Linked DNA regions of Sus scrofa: region 2 is linked to region 1. A link is a contact called in public HiChIP or PLAC-seq data. All regions are on one chromosome and are shown on one strand. The core of a region is the stretch at or near the end of the contact, and the rest is flanking DNA. Distances in the headings are between cores, read along the strand shown.

Region 1 (7,607 bases), core at 1,554-4,053:
TCATTGTCTGTGGGTTTTGCATTGACAGTTTTGCAGAAATAATCTGAGATAGCATTGAAAATATTTTGCAAAGTAATGAACAAAGTCTTACCTAGTATAGGAAGTACTGTATCAGGCAAATGCATTTTTTTTTTAGTGCTATGAATGTTTTTTTTAAATCGATGTCACCGTGTGCGTGGAAGGCGGGTCGTTTTCAGGGTGAAGATGTGGATTAATTTTGTCAGCCATTCATTAGTAGTCCAAAGCAGTGTATGTTTTAGAGAAGCTTTAATCAACACCTGTCTTGCCCTTTGAGAGAATATCTTCACAATGAATGCTACTTCTTTTGCATGTATAGTTGGATAAAAAGCATTTTGCTCTCAGTGTAGAATTTTTTTTTCACTTAGGTCCCATGTAAGAAGTTTTACATGATTCAGAAGTTCAGAACTGAAGTGTGCAAAGGGTTTTATTCTTTTCAACCATGAACATTTGTTATTAATCAAAAAATGTGGGAGCTCTGGTTGAGGCTCAGAGGAAATGAATCTGACTAGTATCCATTGGTGCAGCCCTAAAAAAAAAAGTGCTTTTGGGAGTTCCTGCTGTCGCTCAGTGAGTTAAGGCTCTGGTGTTATCCTTGCTGTAGCTCCAGTAACTGCTATGATTCCGGGTTTTATCCTGGCCCAGGAACTTCTACATGCCATGGGCGCAGCCAAAAAAAAAAGTGTGCTTTGGGAATTTTGGGATAACCTTTTGAATTTTGCTTCTCTGGAAAAGGAAACAGAAATCTTCTCTCCTTTAAAATTTTTCATAGGAACTTTTTTTTTTTTTAGCTGCCCCCCCCCCCCCCCCCCCCCCGCCGCCCGAAGCATATGGATGTTTCCAGGCTAGGGGTCAGATTAGAGCTTCAGCCACCAGCCTATACCACAGCCACAGCCACTCCAGATCCAAGCCACCTCTTCAACCTACGCCATCACTCCAAGCAATGCCAGATCTTTTAATCCACTGAGCAAGGCCGAGGATTGAGCTCACATTCTCATGGATACTAGTCAGGTTCCTTACCACTGAGCCACAACGGGAACTCCTCATATGAACTTTTACAGCTATTAACAGAGCTATCCTCTAGAGGGAAAAGGACAGCAGTTCTGCCTGCCTGCAGTGAATGGCAGAGTCCTGGGATGTCAGGTTAGTTTCAGGCACACTGTAGTTTTCTGCCTGGGTTTCACAGGCACAGAACAGCATCTGCCCCGCATGGTCCACGAGGTCAAAAGAAGTGACTGTGTTGAGAATGCCAGTAAGTGAGAGAAGGAAGTGAAGATAATAAAATTGAAAGTGGTTAGAGAATGACACATATATGTGTATATGAGATGAATCATTTAATAGTAGGAACGATTCTGAAGGACAGAGGGGAGAGTGAGGCAGCCTTTCTCCTAAGTGGACAGACACTAGTGACTGACAGATGGAGACTTCTGGGTGCCATCACCAACCTTGGTTAGGTGAAGGCAGGGGGTTTGAGAAAGAGGCTAATTGTCGATGTAGTGGTGCTGCTGGGGAAGGACCCACTGGGACGCTGTCCAGGTAAGCGCTTGAATTTCTAGTGCAGATGGCTGGCTCCTAAAGTGGTGATGCCCAGCCCTTGCTGCATTTGGAATCACATGGAGATCTTTATACACCTACTTGGGCCCCCTGCTCTCAGAGAGTCTGACCGTTCTGGAGTATGGATGGAGCAGCAGAATTTTTAAGTTTCCTGGGTGATTCTAATGAGCAGTAAAAGTTGAGAACTGCACTAAAATTGTCTGAATGATGTTTGTGGAGATCTTTAAGGCAGGTGACTTGCCCCAGCACATCCATCTTTTTTTTTTTTTTTTTTTTTTTCCCCTCTTTATGGCTTTACCTGTGGCATATGGAAATTCCCGGGCTGGGGTCGAATCGGAGCTACAGCTGCCAGCCTGTGCCATAGCCACAGCAGTGCTAGATCTGAGCCAAGTCTGTGACCTATGCCATAGCTTGTGGCAATGCTGAAGCTTTAACCCACTGAATGAGGCCAGGGATTGAACCCGTATCCTCACAGAGACGTGGGTTCCTTAGCCTGCTGAGCCACAGTGGGAACTCCTTAGCATGTCTTAATAGATTAAATCAGTGGTTCTTGGTACCCCACCCCCCCACCCCGAGAGCTTTTTAGGAGTGTATCTATGGCATATGGAAGTTCCCAGGCTAGGGATTGAATCAGAGCTTCAGCTGCTGGTCTACACAGCCACAGGAACTCAGGATCTGAGCTTCATCTGTGACCTACATCACAGTTCACGGCAATGTTGGATTCCTGACCCACTGAGGGAGGCCAGGGATCAAACCCGAATCCTCACGGATACCAGTCAGGTTGGTTATTGCTGAGCCACAGCACAAACTTCCAAATCAGTGGTTCTTAAGAGTTTCAGGCCCGAGCCCCAGAGATTTCCAGGTAATTGGGGCCCAGGCTTCAGTAGGGTTAGCTTTTCAGATGATTTTAATTTGTAGCTAAGCCTTCAAACTATGGAGTAGGTGCCTTACCCTGCTTTAAAAAAGACACCCTATGGAGTGTATATTTAGCGCAAAGGACAGACGTCAGCTGTGTTTTAAAGCTTTAAAGGATTGGTTTATATTCTGATTCAGCCAAAGTGCTTCTAGCTCTGAGCACTTAAAACACTCTTATGTCTTTGGATCCATAGACAAATGAACTAAAGGAAAGCTTTAGTGACCTCACCAAGTGTCACTGGTAAGTGTGGGAACCAGACGGGTTTGGTTCCACATTTTGGCTTGTGACTTCCAGCAAGGGAACGTGGGCATGTCATCTGCCGCCCCCGTTTCCCTCAAGTGCTGACCGCAGTTTTCTCTCAAGGATCCAGGGCAAGTACTGGGCACATAGTAAGAATTTGCTGTGTGGGGCAGCTTCCTCCTTCCCTCCCTCCCTCCTTTCTTTCCTTCCTTCCTCCTGGTCCTAATATTTCTAAGACTTCTGGTTAAGTTATTAACCCCAGTAGGTTAGTCTGTCACTGTATATTTTTCCTTTCTTTCATCGTATATGATTTTTTTTTTTAAATTTTATGGCCACACCCGCAGCATATGGAAGGTCCCAGGCCAGGGATTGAATCTGAGCCACAGCTGTGGCAACACCAGATCCTTTAACCCACTGTGCCGGCCGGGTATCCAATCTGTGCTTCTGCAGGAACTTGAGTTGCTGTAGTTGGATTCTTAACCCACTGCATCACAGTGGAATGAGTAATTTTTGAAAAGCATTATCAAAAGACGCTTTCAGTGCTTTCAGATGATAAAGTGACATCCAAGGTGTCCTCGTCACCTCCTATGTAAGAAGGAATAAGGAGTGTCCAATGTGTGGTTAAACAGCCAGTTGTTGACAACTGCTGTTTACTTATTGATCACTGAGCACTTAGATGAAATGCCAGCTGCTTTTCTTAGTAGACGCCTAACAGTGTTCTCAAGTAAAACTTTGAACTGAGTTCCTCCTCTTTCCCAATATAAGAAGGGGTTTTTAAAAGAGGCCAGACACCAGCCTAACTCTTACATGGCTCTGGCCTGGCAGTGGAGCTGACCCAGTCCCCACCCAGACCCATTCTTATATGCTTTGCTCTGAGCAGGTGGAACTGCTTAAGCCCTTAACTCATGGTGGCTGTGTAGTAGTTGGTGTTGGCATTTGTTTCTAAAAATTTAAATTTTTTTTTTTTCTCTTTAGGGCCACACACCCGAGGCATGTGAAGGTTCCCAGCCTAGGGGTCAAATCCGAGCTGTAGCCACTGGCCTATGCCAGAGCCACAGCAACTCCAGATCCGAGCCATGTCTGCAACCTACACCACAGCTCACAGCAACGCCAGATCCATAACTCCCTGAGCAGGGTCAGGGACTGAACCTTTGTCTTCATGGATGCTAGTCAGATTCGTTTCTGCTGGGCCACGATGGGAACACCCTCTAAAAATTTAAATCTTTGTGTTGGATTTCTTTTCTTTTCTTTTTTTTTTTTTGGCTTTTTAGGGCTGCACCCACAGCACACGGAAGTTCCCAGGCTAGGAGCCAAATCGGACCTATAGCTGCCGGCCTACACCACAGTCACAGCAACACCATATCTGAACCCCACCTGCAACCTACACCATAGCTCACAGCAATGCCGGATCCTTATTCCACTGAGCAAGGTCAGGGATCCAACCTGCATCCTCAGGGTCACTAGTCGGGTTCCTAACCCACTGAGCCACAACAGAAACTCCCTCTGTGCGTGTGTGTGTGATAATTTTGTGATAATTTGCTGCTGTATAGCAAAGTGATTTGGTTTTACATGTGCACACATCCATTCACTTTGAGATTCTTTTCCCTCATAAACCATCAAGATATTGGGTAGAGTTCTTTGTGCTGTACAGCAGGTCCTTGTTGGCTGGTCATTCTGTGTACTTCAGGGTATATGTGCCAATTCCAGCTCATACTGTATGGGTAAGCACTGGATTCTTAGGTTGGCTATGGTAGTGTCGTTTTGAAGTGTATTTTCCAGTTTTTTAGATTTGCAGTTTTGTTAATTTTTTGTTTGTTTGTTTGTTTTTTAGGGCTGCACTTGCAGTATGTGGAGGTTCCCAGGCTAGGGGTCTAATCAGAGCTACAGCTGCCGGCCCTTACCACAGCCACAGCAACATAGGATCTGAACCGCATCTGCGACCCACACCACAGCTCATGGCAATGCCGGATCCTTAACCCACTGACCAAGGCCAGGGATCAAACGCGCAATCTCATGGTTATTCGTTGGATTCATTTCCACTGCACCACAGCAGGAATTCCTGGAGAGTTTTTTAAAAAGCCACATTTGCTTTATGTTAGAGATATATTTATTTTCATTGGCATTTGTAGTAATGTTAGTTTATAAAATCTTAGTCTTTGAAAGCTCCTTATCATATTTTGAACCAGCTAGCTGCTTAATTATTTGTAACATTGAAAGAAAGCTAATTTTCAGGGAGAGTTCCATGAAAGATAGATGGAGATTACTAAATGTCAGTGCCATTTAATCTCTTGTGCTGTTCGTCTCTGCATACAAGGGAAGTACAGCATTTACCTATTAGAAAAGTAGCATAATTAATCGGTGTAACTTAAATCAAGCCTTTGAATGCCTAGTGGGTAACATCTATGGGCAGTTGACAATGATAAGGCATGATTCTAGCCCTCAAGGGGTTTGCAGTTTAGTTCTATACCAGTGACATAGCGCCCATGAAGCATTAACAAATGGTTTATGGTGATACTTAGAAAAACAGCAAATTGTATTGAACGGAGCTTTCGAGAATGAGGTCAGTGAAGAATAAAGTGCCGAGAAGTCTTCCTGCAAGAAATAGGGCTTAAGCTGCTTAAAGCCCAAGTCAGATCTAGATAAGCAGATGGAAAGGATAAGGCTTTTGTGAAGGAACACACCCCCCGGCCAAAGGTAGAAAGGTGTAAATGGACATATTGATGGAGGGTGCGGTGGGAAGAGAGCAGTGTCCAGAGTGCAGGAGATCGTGGTGGGTGGAGGGTGAAGTATCTGGGTACATGGGCAGAGCCAGGTGGCGGAGGTCCCTGTGGAAGGACTGTCTTGGTTCTCTTTTTCCTGGAGGGTGGAGCCACCAGTGCTGAGGTGTCAGAGTTCATTCCACTTTTGAGGGAGAGTGGCGAGAGGAGGGCACATTCCAGTAGGTGGGATGTCTGAGTTGCTTTGTGGGGCTGGAGTGGAGAGGAGGGATGCCCATCACTGGCATCAGGTAAGGGTGGGATCGGAATCTTTGAACTCTCATAACTTTATGCAGAAATAAACAGAGTTGCAGTAAGGTGACATGAAAATGAGGACATCATGTTGACCAACCGACCCTGATATACAGAATGTTTTCAAAGGGAGTTGATTGGAGTCAGCTATGGGACTATTGCTGTGGCCCAGGCTAGGGTAGGGGGCTAGAGAAATGACCCTGATGAAGGCCTGGACTGGAACAGTGCCCAAGAGGGTGGACATAAGAGATTCCAGAACAGTGGGCTTGAGGAACTGTCAGGAATTGGTAGCTGAGAGATAATGGTGAATAAAAAAAATAAAATTTACTGTTCTTGATCTCTGATGTCTTCGCTTGGTACTTTCTGCCCTACATTCCTGAACTGTCCTTCCGTCTCTCAGTTGCTACAGGATCTGGGCTTCTCAAGCTCCTCTCCCTGCAGGAAGCCTGTTCCACTCTCCTACCCAAAGTGGGTTAGCTTGTCCTTTTCCTTTCTGAACCATTTCTAGTGTCACTTTCTCCCAGTTACCAATGATGAGATTTTCACCTTTGCCCAAGAGTTTGCTTCTTATTCCTTTAAGCCTATGCGTTACTGAGTGATGATTCCCTCAGACCATGCTCTGAAAAGTGGTCACTGCACGTGGTCCACTCTATTCAGAAGATGCCTGGGTCTCAAGGTGATTCAGGGCAGGAAAAGCGAGAGGAAGAAGGACTGTTACCTGAAAAATGGGTTTGCCTTTTGGTAGGTGTTGAGCCAAAAGACACAACCAAGCCAAAGATCCATAGAAGGAAGGGGGTTATTACTTGCAGCAAGTAAGGAGAACACAGGAGATCTGTCCCAAAGTTGTGTCTCCCCACACAGCAAAATCGGGGAAGTTTTAAGCTAAGGGCACATGCATATTCATGAAGGGGTGGAGAGTTCAGCACAGAATTGGGGCAGAGGTGGAGAGTCCAAGCTTTAGTTGACTGAAGTCAAGGGTGGGTCAACATCCAGACCTAGGTAATGGGTCTTAGTTCCTGCAGAATTCAGACTGTATCACACTGTGATGTGATGTCCATCCCTTGAGGAGGGACTAGGACTCTGATTTATCCCTGGACTATTGTTTCCTGACTGCTTTTCCTTCGTTCTTATATTTCCTTAGTTTCCTGATTACGGGGACCTGTTCAAAGACAAGCATTGTGGCCAGGCTTGGATCACAGAATGGCTTAGGCCAAAATGGCTTCTCTTGGAGTCGTTCCCTGGTGGCCTAGTGGTTAAGGACTTGATTTTATCACTGCTGTGGCTGGGGTTCAATCCTGGCCGGGGAACGTTCACATGCTGTAAGCTCAAAAAAAAAAAAAACACCAAAAAAAAAAAAAAACCAAGAAGACGCAAACAAAAATGTTTGCCGAGTCAGAGTTCAACTGCCATAAAATACAGCTTAAAAAAATGGCTTCTCTTATGTCAAGAAGTCATGCCTGTTCTCTTTCTCCAGGGACTCCCTACCCTATCTGCTTACAAGACCATACAGCAGAGTCACGACCCGCCAGGGAGGGTCCATGAATAGCACAGCTGCTCTGAGGCAAAGAATTTCAGGGTAATGAGAGAACTTCCCCCTTGGGACAGTGGTGGGAGAATGAGGTGGGGAGGTGGGTGCCACCTCCTTTATTTACAGAACCTGACACGTAGGTGCTTTCCCTTCCTTCCAGGCACCTGGTTGGTGTTGAGTCCAGTTGGAGCACGTGGGTGGGCGAGGCCTGCTGGTGGTTGGGGCCCCCGCCGCTGTCCTAGGAAGGGCAGAGAGGGCAGGAGGATGCGGTGAGGATTGGGAACCTTCAGGGAGCAGTTTCAGTGTAGGGGATGGGAGTCAGATTGCAGCGACTTGGGGAGGT
Region 2 (7,607 bases), core at 2,961-5,460, 130 kb after region 1:
TGAGCCGCTTTCTAAATCTGGTACAGCAGTAGATTGTGGTTTTTTCAGAAAAAAATCCTTCACCAGGGTAGCCTCTCAGCCAGACGAGTCTTTTCAGGCACAGCCCAGAGCTGAAAGCACTCATGAATTCTAACAACCCAGCAGCACACAGCCCAGCGGCGTTCTAATTGACAAAGAGGTAGAAAAGTGAAACAAGAAAGCTAGCATGTCCTTCAGGAAGCTGGCATCCAGCACAGGCTCAGCAGTGCCTCAGGCTCCAGGCCAAATGAAAAGTGTGCCCAACAGGGTTGCTGCCACACAGGACCTGCACGTGTGCATCCTTGGCTGGGCTGGCAAGGGCCTGTGAATCCCCTGCCACTGGCAGCACAGTTATCTACGTATGCATATTTTCAGAAAGCAAGATTCTCAGCTTTCATCATGTTCAAAGGGAACTATAAATTGTAGAGGACTGAGAGGCTCTATTAGACGGACAGTGATCCAAACCTCCAAAACCGGTAAAACAAGTTGTTGAGAATTGATAAGAGCGAAAAAATTCACAGGAAACAGAATTTGTGTTTGATGAATGTTAAGTGCATGCCTGAAACTCTTGGAGATATCATCTAATCCTCACAGTAACCTTTAAAGTAGACGGAGGAGATATTCAAACCCAGGTCTTGCTTTCAAGCCGCATATTCATGCTGCACCACGTTGCCTCTTTAAAGAGTGAAAATGACTAAGCATTAAAGATTAATCAAAAATAAAGATAAGCAAGCTAAAGCAACATGGAAATATAATTTGGTATTCAAAATATATGTATTATATATAATTTACCTAATATATACATTATATATATTTATCTTAAATTATATATATATATATGTTATCTATTGAATTGGTTGGGTGATTTAGACCAGACTGGGGTCCCAAGCATGTGGGATGGTCCAGGGTACAGCTTCAAGAAGCAGTGGTTCTTCTTGAGCAGAAGCTTTTCAAAAAAACCAAAGAAGATTTGAGTGAAAGTCATGAGGCCCCACGTCACTGATGGGTCTTTCATCGCATGAGGTCATGTGTTTCTGAACAAAAAGCTTTGCTTGAACTAATTTAATTTCTCTTTTGCAACTCTGTACTGACTAGTGATAGTCATTTCACTTGTGCATTTTCCATTGAATTAGGTAAATTTCACTCTATTCCACTCTATCTCGGATTGGGCTTAATATTAAGTATTTCCTTACAAGCCTCCTTGGCAGAGTTTAGGAAGTATTTCCTCCACATTACTGAATGCTTAAGTAACCCACCTCCTCCCCAGTGTTGCTTTCTTGTAACTGGAAACCCTGAAATCCATATCGGTCATTGTTTTTCTAGAAAATAGCATTTGAGAATATATAATGAGCACATAATAAAAATGCTCACTGATTTTTGAAGTTTTCTGTTTTCTTTTTTTCCCAGGATAGCTGACCTAAAACAGTGTGATCATCTCTTTGGGGCACTGTCTGGGGAGGCTGAGCAGGATTAATTCCCATCCTGGTGTTGCCGTGTAAACAGCTTTTTGCCTGTCTTTTGTCATTAATGATCATGCTGTAGATGTAGCCAGTGCATTGTAAGCCAATCTGTCAAGGCAAATAAACAATTCACCTTGTTAAAATTCCCTAAATCTTGCATTAATAAAACGAAAGTAACCCCCTGAACACTCAAGAGATGTCTTCCTCCATACTGCAGTGATGGATGACATGTCTAAAGATCCTGGAAATTAAGTAGTTCAGGCCATTAAAAGTGTCCCACACTTGTTATTGATTTAATTTATTTTAAAAGGTGGGGGTGGAGATAAGAATGGTTGTTACCCCCTCCCCTATTTTATTTTTAATGTGAAAGCTACCACTTGTTCACATAATTAAAACTATTGCCTGGATGAACAGCTCTGTGTTTGTTACAACATTAAGCCTTATTATTCACATCTTAAACAAATATCTAAAATCATGGTAACTCATAGCAAAAATTCCTTGGGATTTCATGCTTATCATGATTCCTAGAACCTTTGAGTTCTGGGCACCGAAATAATGACCTCTGGGCACCCCCAGAATGTCCTCAGATAAAGATTTAGATGAAAGTCAGATGAATTGAAGGAAATGAACTGAAATAGTAATGGATGCATACCTCTGGAGAGAGGCGGGTTTTTTTTCTCTCTGCTGAATTTTTCATTTTTCTACTTTATAATCAAGAAAAGGCTAACATTTTAGATGGATGGGTGGGTAAATGGACGGATAGGAGAGCATTTAGAGAGGATGGAGTTTCTCAGTTCTCTATCACCGTAGTCTAAGGCAAGTGTAAGTTGTGTGTGTATGTGTGTGTGTTCTTGTTTAGCACTAAGTTTTTCCACCAGCCCACACTTTTCTGGACCCTCTTATTCACTGCCATATTCCCAAGGCCAAATATAATAGGTGCTCAGTAAATATTTGTTTAGTGAATAAAGCCTTACCCGACATACCTTTATTATCCTCTCTTTTTAATTGCTTAAGCTTCAGTGGGTTCAGTGGGCTGTGTAAAGAATAGGAAGAGCTCTAGACAAGGGTAGCTCGCCAGATGACCCCTCTCCAGGGCAGGAAGGTTGAGTACTTGTGTGATACAGCGATCAGCCTGCTGGGACTGGTGAGCTCTGTAGTAGCTCATTCCATTTATACATCCTGAACTGGGTAACAGAATTCCAAACCCCAGGAGAAATCGGGCAGCTCAGGATATAAATTACGGCTAAAAACAATCCATTATATAGAATTAGGTGTATACAAGATTCACACAATGTAACCTTTCTTTTGTCATTTGTTTTGTACGTTTCGCATCACCTTGTATAGCTATTCCTGATCAGCTGTATGAATGACATTTCCCATCGATTCTCATTGTTTTTTAAACAATGTGTGCTTATTAAGGGAGCCAGAGGCCGTGCTAGATCATAAAAATGACACAAGAATAGTTGTATTAATTTCAGAAATTATTGCACAATGTCTGATGTTTTTTCCTTGGTCTTTGTCAAAAAGAAAGGGAAGAGCAAATGTGCAATCTTTCAAAAATAAATATATATAAAAATGCCCTCTCAGAGTTCTTTTTTAGATTTCTCTTTGAAATTGCATAATTTGGATATCTGAGATGAGAACTGACATGGTTATGCCATTATGCAGCTATTTAGCGGAGCTGCCTAAATGGAAAGAACTCTATAGATTTTTTTTCAGTATATGCACTGATTTACACTTAGTGGTAAAGTTGTTACTGACCCTTTAAGTGGAGCTGTCCAAATAGCAATAAATGTCAGTTGATCCTATCGCTGAAACAGGTGAGAGCTGAAGGATCTTGACTAAATCTTCCAGTTAAAAAAGCCCATGTACAGCATTTCTTCAACAGTAAACTAGCCGTCTCTTGTAGACACACACACACACACACACACACACACACACACAAGCAACCACTTTATCAGTCAATAAGGAAAATGATGTAACTATCTTAGTAGTATTGTTGACGTTCCCAGCTTTTTGAAATACTCACTCTGGGAGTTCCTCTGGGGTGCACTGTGTCAGTGATCTAGTGCATTGTCGCTGCTGTGGTGCTAGTGATTCCTGGCTCAGGAACTTCCACATGCCTCAGGCAGGACATAGCAAAAAAAAAAAAAAAAAAAAGTCTAAAATACTCACTTTGGGTGGATTAGAACCTCCATGAAGGCAGGAACTGTATCTGCCTGGTGCCTGGCTGTCTTGCCCCCTCGACAGCATCTGAAGTATAGTAAATGCTCCATAAATACTGATTGAGTGAAAGCATGTATAAAATGGAGTGTTTGCTGACTCACAATGACTTATGTGTTGGCCTGAATTCTTGGTGGGTGAGGTGGGGACCACCACTCTCATTTTGCTTCTGAGTAATAACGCTGTGAGAATTTTGATGGATGATTATGACTTTTTGAAATAGTTTATGTGATTGATTGCCACGCAAACTTCACTTTCTAATTGTTTTCTACTTTCACAGGCTGTCATTCTAGAAAATGAAGAACTCCCCAAACTGTTTCTTGATTTCCTAAACGTGCGACATTTGCCCTCTCTACCAAAGGCAGAGAGTTGTGGGTAAGAGTTTTTCTTTGCCTCTTGGGCATGTATCTTAAATAACTTTGCAGTCACCTTTGGGCCTCACCAATAATGCAGGTGGTGCCAGCAGGGCCAGCCTGGCCACACCCATTCTTTTCAAGGCTTGGGACAGCACTAGCTCGCCCCCTGCCTGTAGTCACGGGAATTTCTCCTCAGTCCTTGGCCCCATATTGTGGTCCAGGTTTAGACTTGAAGAACTGACTTTTTAAATGATGCTATTATAGGGAATGATGTTACATGATGGGAGTTATGAATCCAGATAGCCTATTTAGGGACTAATAGGTTTATTTATGGATGCTCAAGCAAAGTCTTTATCCCCTCGACATGTTTATTCATGTAATTTTAAAGCTGCAAATGATCTTAGAGATGATTTTACCCAATGCCCTTCATTTTAGCGTTGAGCAAACTGAGATAGAAGAATGAAAGGCCTTCCCAAGACCTCTTCCTTGTAGCTGGCAGAGCCCAGGCCTTCAGCGTAAGCGCTCTTACCCCAGCATCCTGCCTCAGAAACTTCCAACTGCGGGACTGCAGATCCTATAGTCCCTGTCTAGCAAGGAACCAGGCATCTGATATCATCAGCAATTGGGGAAAGTTTTTCTGAAGAATTAGCTCTGAAACTAAGCCTCTTGCCCAGCTTGGCCCCCGACTGTGTTGAGCGGACCTCCAGAGGCAGTCAAGCAACATGCCTGATGTGTTAAATCTATTCCCAGAGAACCATGTCATCCCAAGCCCTCTGCAGGGCCAAGCTGTGGAGAGGGTTTTAGGCATTTTCTTGCTGTCTCCAGGCTTGCCTGAGGATACTAACTACAAGATGTTCAAACTGTTCTCACCCAAAGTCATGTGAAACCCCAGTCATTTGCTGGATGAGAGGCTGCCACTGCCTGTCACGTCTCCCCCACTGGTGGCATTTACTCAGGGCCATTTTCCACTCGCCCTGGAACAGGAAATACACACCTCCTCACCAGATCATATGCATAGTCATCCTGTTCCAACTCTCGAGCATTTGCTGGGAGATTGGGCTTCATGTGTGGATGTGTGTTTTTAAAAAGAGATAGTGACGGGGTTCCTGTTGTAGCTCAGTGGTAACGAACCTGACTAGTAACCACGAGGATTCAGGTTTGATCCGTGGCCTCACTCCAGTGGGTTCAGTATCTGACATTGCCATGAGCCGTGGTGTAGGTCACAGATGCAGCTTGGATCCCACATTGCTGTGGCTGTGGCGTAGGCCCACGACTGCAGCTCAGATTCGAACCCCAACCTGGGAATTTCCATATGCACATGCATTCCCTACCTCCCCCCCAAAAAAAGAGATAGTGAGAATGAAGCGAGTCAAGTCTTTTCTCCCTCATATAAATCCAGAAGCAAAACCATAGGATTTTTCAATGGCCCCCCCAGGAAAACTGAAATTCAAGAATATTGCAGCTTTAAGATTCCTTAGAATGAGGCATCAGCCATGTCATGACTCTGAAAATACCTAAGTCTCTTTTCAAAATGTGTCCCAATTCAGAACTCTAATAATACTGGCTATTTCTCCCTTTTTTGGCATAAACCCTCACCCAACTTATATGGTCTTTTTCTTTTCTTTTTTTTAAATAAAAACAAAACAATTTAGGTCTTTTGATGAGACAGAATCTGAAGAGTCAAGGTAAGACTAAATACCAGTCAAACAGAAGTTACACCAGCCAAGAATAGGACTGCGGTTTTGTTCAGTCCTATTGTCCTAAATGTTCAGTTATCATCGTCTAAGTGTTTCAAGTGACGATTTTCTTGAAGACCTTTGTTAGTAAATTGATTTTAAGATTATAACTATTTTATGGGAAGGTGCACAAGTAACCGGTTCTGTTTATGGGAGAAGGAATAAAGCCCTACATGGTTTCATACAAGCAATAAGAATATTCTTGCATCAGTCAATTTCATCAGTATGGAATTAAAAAAAAAAAAAAACAATTTTCAGCAGTGATTTATGGTAGATTGTATATCTGCTTCAACTCCCACAAAGACATGCTTGGAAGATGAGCACACTGCTGGCTTGCGCCTCCACCTCTGCTCACGAATATTCCCCCACACCATTAGACGCAGAAACCTTGAGATGTCCCCGCACAGCAGTTTGATCCCCTCAAAGCTAGTTTGTAGTGTTTTCTGTTTACCATCGTCCCCTGATGCTGACATGCCTGTTCTTGACCTTTCCAGCAAACTGTCCCACCAGCCGGTGCTGCTTTTCCTCAGGGATCCATACGTCTTGCCTGCAGCCAGCGGTAATCAAACCTGTCATCTGCTAACAGCTCTTTACTGATCTGACCCTGCACCACAGAAACCGCGTTTTTAATACAGGTCCAACAGAGTGACATTGGTCCAGGGCTTAATAATCTGCCAATAAACCAGTGCTCTTGGTGTAAGAGACATTCAGAATTTTAATTGGGGCAGGTCTTTCAGGAGGAAATGTAATTTTTCTTTCTCTCTTGCCAGGCTCTTTTAAATAAGGGGGAAAGCTATTTATTGTCCTTAATTTGGGGGGTAGGATTATTTTGGCCTCTGCTGGTTTTTACCCAGATGCTAGGGTTTGGGTGCTTTTTTTGTCTTTTTAGGGCCGCACCCACAGCATGTGGAGGTTCCCAGGCTAGGGGTCGAATTGGAGCCATAGCCGCCAGCCTACACACCACAGCCACAGCAACTTCTGATCTGAGCCACATCTGCAGCCTACACCACAGCTCATGGGAACACCAGATCCTTAACCCCCTGAATGAGGCCAGGGATCGAACCTGCATCCTCATAGATACTAGTCAGATTCATGTCCACTGAGCCATGACGGAAATGCCGATGCTAGGGTTTTGAATCCAAGATTTTGGTCCTTTTTCAAAATGCTTTTCCCCAAAGTTGCATACGTACATTGCATGTGTATCTCCATTTAGATGATAGCATCTTTGATGGTCGAATATACATTTTTAAGAGTTGTATAATTAAGTACAATGGATTAGTTTAAGTATAAATGTAATTCCGTGTTTTAGTCTAAGTCTTTTCTTTGTGCCAAGAAATTTAAATTATTCAGAGTCCCTCTCTGAATTAATCTCAAAATGTTCCATGTGCAGCCCTTCGTGAGTACATTCTCAGACATTATCTCATTTAATTTCCTTAATGATCTTATGAAATAGGCAAGGCGGATATCGTCATTCACTCCTGAGAAAATCGGGGCTCAGGGAGGTCCCTGACTTGCCCAGTGTCACATGTCTGGTGGGTGGATCCGTTTTTGCCTAATCTCCCCTTCTGTGCCCTTGGCCTTCCGTGAATGTTCGCCTTTGTTCCTGAGAGTAACTAAATAGCATAGCCACTGAACAGCAATAGGTGAATTAGCTACTGACACCCTTCCTACATTCTGACAATAAAACCTCATTGCCAGCAGAGAGAGGGGTCTGTTCTCTGGGGCAGGGCCGCTGGTGTTCAGAACACCCACTTAGCTGTCAGTGTACAGAAGGCCGGCTGGGACACAGCCTCGCTCTGCAGAGGGACTGTCCC

The links. HiChIP or PLAC-seq counts read pairs in DNA pulled down with a chosen protein or histone mark.
Region 2: a contact with region 1 is called in an H3K27ac HiChIP or PLAC-seq map of alveolar macrophages. The contact joins two enhancer-like sites. A contact is called at or near these places in 2 of 47 Hi-C or Micro-C datasets (fetal heart ventricle and skeletal muscle) and 1 of 2 datasets of contacts at active chromatin or transcription factors (alveolar macrophages).

Annotation. Positions count from the first base shown.
Region 1 is chr2:126,368,783-126,376,389 of Sscrofa11.1, forward strand. All of the region lies in intron 1 of SNX24 (sorting nexin-24), which reads left to right. Among named protein-coding and RNA genes, the nearest start is that of SNX24, 24 kb to the left of the region's middle. Within about 2 kb of position 2,804, at least 2 of the 83 cell types and tissues checked have an H3K27ac peak or open chromatin away from gene starts, as enhancers often do. A contact at or near this core is called in alveolar macrophages, where this site is marked.
Region 2 is chr2:126,494,066-126,501,672 of Sscrofa11.1, forward strand. SNX24 (sorting nexin-24) reads left to right here. Exons shown (of 7, transcript XM_005652942.3): 4 at 3,982-4,076; 5 at 5,710-5,742; 6 at 6,288-6,428. The coding sequence ends at 6,390. Among named protein-coding and RNA genes, the nearest start is that of PPIC, 50 kb to the right of the region's middle. Within about 2 kb of position 4,211, at least 2 of the 83 cell types and tissues checked have an H3K27ac peak or open chromatin away from gene starts, as enhancers often do. A contact at or near this core is called in alveolar macrophages, where this site is marked.